Linked DNA regions of Hordeum vulgare: region 1 is linked to region 2. A link is a contact called in public Hi-C data. All regions are on one chromosome and are shown on one strand. Each heading gives the region's core, a stretch centred on a gene start, on an enhancer-like site or on the middle of the called end of the contact. The rest is flanking DNA. Distances are from core to core; before and after follow the strand shown. Region 1 has its middle 94 kb from the start of LOC123425496. Region 2 holds the start of LOC123425493 (eukaryotic peptide chain release factor subunit 1-3).

Region 1 (2,700 bases), core at 32-2,531, 480 kb after region 2:
CCTGTAGCTTACTACTACTACACGATGAACACTTAAAGGAATTTGACGGACACGCTGCGACATATAGTAGTAGTATCATATTTTCATCACTTCCATGCTTAATTAATCAAATCTCCAATACGCGGAATCGCATCAAAGCTTGGACCATGGATCGTGAACACTGTACGTGACACACGAATACGTCCAATCTTCATGAATCTCTATAAACGTATACTTATACATACATAAAAAAGAAGGAAGAAAAAGGCGAGCGGGTTCATGACGTGCGCTCGGCTTATTTGTTGTTAGGGAAGGAAGGAACACCTCTGCTTCGTCTCCCTCTCTCGGTTGTTGCGCAGTCAGTAGCTCGGTGATGCCCGTGTCATGAAAAAGACAGCGGAAAGCTCATCTCATCGCCGGCGACCCAACCCCAAGCGACAGGTCTCGCTCCGCGGCCTACATGCGCCATGCGTTTCTCCCTTTTCCTTTCTTACTTCGAAAAAACGAAAAGTTCGTTTTTTGCTTTTCCAACCAGAACGAAGATAGTCTGTGCCCTCACTGGGATGTTTCCACGGGGCATGGGAAATGCGATGCTTTCTTAATGCTTAATCGATCTTCTTGGTGGTGTTTCTTCCTTGGAAGGCGGAACTCGTGGCGATGTTGGCAGTCTCCATCCACCACCTCTGTAGGATCCGAGCCGGTTAAATCGTGTCGAGTAAAGCGTGGATGCTACTTGTATTTTGGCGTTTGACAAAATTGCGCAAGAAAGGTGGCCGATATACACAAGTTGTCTTCACAAGTGAGTAGCTGCTGCTGCACAGCCCATCTGTGATCTGTCTGGTTTTGTGTTTCAAGATTTGTCAGGTGGTGTACCACTGACGCGGACTGCAGTTCTACCCACCTGCCTTTCATTTTTTTTCCTTTGATTTCGAGGTACATAGCGTACGTACCTATTGTCCGCCGGATACATTCATGCATGCTTCTGATCAGGGTGTACATTCCCCCACAAGTCACACACTAGTCAAATCTCATCAATATCACTGGGTACGACCACGGCAGACAATGACGGCAACGGATAGTGTGAGTGACTGTATCAGACACAGACAGCAACACTTACTGAGGCCAATCCAATGCTTTTCCCGCTCCTTCGTGTGGCTCGATCGAGCTACAGGAGCACCTATACGTACGATATCGCAAGGAAGTTTGGTGATTCTCACGAAGCAGATGTGCAATGCAACGCAAGGGGGGCCAACTTGCAGAAACGTTGGCACCCGTCGGCTGTGCCCACAGGTACAGGGGCCGCACGGATGGACAGGGAGACCTCGCTTTCCAAGCTTGGAGCGCACGGCTCGCGCCCATGTTGTGTTGCACCCGTTTGCCGCGGCAGCTCCAACGTCTCAGCCCATGCCTCCCTCATCTAGCTTCGTCATCAAGTTTGAGGGGTTGAGAGGAACGGCCGAACAGGCCAAGGGGACGGATCGCGTGCCAGCACCCAACCCGTTGAATTTTTTGCGCTCTAGCCTATGCAAGCTGAACATGTCACCACTGAACTGTTTCTTTTTTTCAAAAAAGACTCAACTCGTACTGACATGGACCAGAATATATTTGTTTGTCTCATTTTTGGTGCGCTGATTTTTTTGACACAAAATAGCGTGCAGTTTTTGTGTTTTGAGAATCAGTTTTTTTTCCTCTTTTTGTGTGCAACTGATTTTTTTTTCCTTCTGAGGACAATTTGTGTGCAACTAGTGGTGGTGTACACTCTACAGAGCTCCCACTCAGCCAAGCCACAAGTTATAAGAGCATCTACATTCGCGATGAGCAAATTTTATCCCTCAAGCGTCCGCGGATGTATTTGACGGATCAACTCTTGAATAACGCATTCTAAAATCGGACACTTTAAATTAAAAAATTTGAATGTACACGATTGCATTCAACGCAAACCTAATAGTAAGCGGATCTCGTCCGGCTTCGTTGTGCCCATGCCTGACGGCTGTCTGCGCCCCACGTAATGGTGGTCTGGTCACCAACAAGGTAGAGTAGGTGTTAGAGCATATATCTCCATATGTGGTTTTGGTAATTGATGACAACTCCTATGGACTAATGGTTGCTTTAAGTTATATTTATAGGACTTGTCCATAGACACTTCTTGAAGTCCATCTGTTGGGTTCAAGGAGTTTATATGATGACCAAGATGTTATTCAAGGTATTATCCAAAGAATGGTCATAGAAACACTAGGTTGATCAAGATCTCAGACAAAGAGTAAATCAAGATGATCAACACACAAAGCGTACAAGATGTACCGAGAGGGATCAAGTGATCCCATGGTATGGTAAGCATTGTCCATTACGTGTTTGTGTACTAACCCATGGTCTTTGTGAGACTCCTATGTGGGGGTTAGGTGTGCTTCCATTGGGCTTGCGTCAAAAGGAAGATCTCATACAACCCATGAAGGATGACGTCAAGTGGTGATCGTCATCAAGATTGTGGTGTGCAAGTTCAAGCGGATCAGCACGAATATATCATTGAAACTATTGTCAATGATCATGTGCTGACAAGGACAACCTCATGTGCTAACAAGGACAAGATCAAGATAAGCATTCCTGAGCACTACATGCTTGATTCTTGTGGATGTTCACATGGTGGACCGGACAAGTCAAGATAAGCATTCTTGAGAACTTCATGCTTGATTCTTGTGGATGTTCACATGGTGGACAAATGAA
Region 2 (2,700 bases), core at 145-2,644:
TCTAGATGTGAGATAAGTATTGCACATCTAAGTCCTATATCATTGATCTTACGTGGAGATTCGTGTGGGTATTTTCTTTTCCTTTTTTATGATTGATTTAGTCATTTAGATGTGCAATAACTATGACACATCTAGATGTGTCCTAGACACACCCTAAGTTAAAATACTCCAAAAGTAGACAATATGACTTGCTCCCTCCGTCCCAAAATAAGTGTCTCAACTTTGTACTAACTCTAGTACAAAATTGTACTAAGCTTGAGACATTTATTTTGAGACGGAGGGAGTACAATATTTCTAACTAACGTCCTACTGGCACATAAACCTTTTTTTCAACTCACAGTCATCTTCAACGAGGTATTAGTGTAGAGCTATTAGGTAAGGATACTCAAAAGTTGCCTATGTGGATTTAAGCACATCTGAAACGTTACAACCAGATTATTCTATTTCATCTTCTTATTCATCTTTATCCTAAGACTCTCTTTCTCTTAAATATGAATATTAGAAGCGGGGCTCTGGAACAAGGAGATACCTTGTGTTTCTTTCTAATCAAACCGCAGATAATGAATAATAATTAAACTTGCAGTGGAACTGTGCAACCAAGAGTGAATCCTGGAGTAGGGAACTGGGTCAGTAGGACGTGGAGACAAGGATAAGAGCAGATCATCCATGGGCACGAAAGAAGGGGAGCGTTGTGCCAGGTGCGTGGATTGGGGAGAAATTGGATGGATAGTCCAAATAAGGTAAACAATGGTCTTGATATGCTGAAATCCACTGATAGAGCTTAAGATAACTCCAGGGAATCCTCACCCAAACCATTGCAACAACACAGTAATAAGTTTCAGAAAGTGGAAGCATTATAAGTTCACGCATGGATCTAAAAGGAAAACACAAACAATTTGAATGCACCCAAAAGCAAGATGAACAGCTCCTGCTCGTTTGTAATTGCACACCAACTGACATCGCCCCGATACCCTAACTCTTCATCCGTACATCGAAACAAATCAATCCAAGAACACGGATCGATCGACCTGCACCTAAGAACTCGCGGATGAACAACCGCGCAAAAATCGCAGAAGAGAATCCGACCAGCGTCGCACAGATCCCGAAGTCGCGAGATAGAACAATCGCCGCGTGAGCTACATAGAAGTGTCGAACGAAAATCCCCCTCAAATCAAATCAACGTATAACAGGACGCAATCGGACCGAGACACGTCGCACCACGAGAACTAGGGATGGATTCAGCGTCGAATCGCGACCAAATCCAGCGAGATCGGGTTAGGGTTCGATACCTAGGAGAAGGGGACGGAGGGGGAGAGTGCCGACTTCACGCGGGTGGCTTGGGTGGGGGGAATCCTCTCCTCTGGCTGTCGGCTGCTTAGGAATATCGAGCGATAATAAGTTTCCGCTGCATTATTATATCGCCTGGTGGTGAGAGAGCTCGGTGTCGGCCCGCCGCAGCCAGATCGCCGTTAGATGGACCGTGCAGCCCATCCTGGGAGGCCCGTTTCTTGTCAGCCGGATCTTCATGGCCCAAACCCTAGACAAGTAAGGCTGCGCTTTGGGAGGGGCAACTCGCTTGGTCGGCAATCCCGGGCAACTAGGCCCTCCCAATGCTCCACGTCGTACCGATGCTACCCCGCGTCCCCTTCTGTTAGGGTTTTACGTCCTCTCGCGGGTGACGACGGCGATCGTCAACTGCGTTGAGATCTTACTCCCATGCGACCTCCTCTCGTCGCCGTCTTGCTGGAGACTTGTGCTCCAGGCCCGGGGATCGGGGATAGTTTCGGTTTATGGACAATCGCCCGTTGTTTCTTCTTCACGGCAAGAGAAATCATGGCGACGAAGGCTTCTACCTCGGGTGCTTCTGATCTGGAGGCCATGATGGAGGAGCTCGGATTGAACGAAGAAAACCTGCAAGATGTAGTTGTGGATGAAAAGGATCTCCCTGAAGAATCCACACGTTGGATGGCGATCGCTAGGGTTCATACATCCAAATCGTATAGCCAGTACTGGTTCTACCGCACTATGAGGGTCACATGGGATCTAGCGCAAGTGAAAGTGCAGTCATGCCCTTAATCGAGTTTTGGTGTTAATGACAACACATACATAGGAAACTAATCTTATTTGTTGAGTGTATCTCAGGATGGATTTTAAAGTACTCTTAGTAGATCGGGAATTATGTGCCAAGGTGGTGTGAGAAGATCGGGACTTATACGTCAAGAAGGCTCGGGATTGAGAAACAAGATGATGTAGCCTATCCTTTAATTTACTATTCTTGAGTATAGGGATCCTGCACTATTAAGAGGGGATCACGGGTTTTGCGATGAAATTGCTCAAACTACATCTCTACTTTTCTGCTCATACCACATCTCCACTGCTCTGCTTTGATCTCAAAACAGAACCAATGCCTCGTACATCCGGCTTCCTCCAGACGTCCGAGGGCCGGACGCCCGACCACTTCGGAAATCCGGAACCCTATACTAGAGCCAAAGTCTCGGACATCCGCCTCCCTCCGGACATCCAAGGACCGGACGCCCGACCACTTCGGAAAACCGGAGCCTTGCACCAGAGTCAAATACCTCGGACTTCCGGCCTTCCCTTGTCGTCTGAGGGCCGGACGTCCGACCACTTTCGGAAATCCGGTGCCCTTGAACAGAGCAGAACTCTCGGACATCCGACCCTCTCTTCGGACGTCCGGTC

Evidence for each region. Hi-C and Micro-C count contacts between places; a contact is called where the count stands out from the background.
Region 1: a contact with region 2 is called in a Hi-C map of seedling, with 3 times the contacts expected there. The contact joins the enhancer-like site here to the promoter of LOC123425493 in region 2. A contact is called at or near these places in 2 of 6 Hi-C or Micro-C datasets (leaf and seedling).

Annotation. Positions count from the first base shown.
Region 1 is chr2H:127,014,485-127,017,184 of MorexV3_pseudomolecules_assembly, forward strand. No RefSeq gene overlaps it. Among protein-coding and RNA genes, the nearest start is that of LOC123425496, 94 kb to the right of the region's middle. Within about 2 kb of position 1,282, at least 3 of the 3 cell types and tissues checked have open chromatin away from gene starts, as enhancers often do. A contact at or near this core is called in leaf and seedling, where this site is marked.
Region 2 is chr2H:126,535,171-126,537,870 of MorexV3_pseudomolecules_assembly, forward strand. It overlaps LOC123425493 (eukaryotic peptide chain release factor subunit 1-3), which reads right to left and starts at 1,395. Exons shown (of 3, transcript XM_045109191.1): 1 at 1,290-1,395.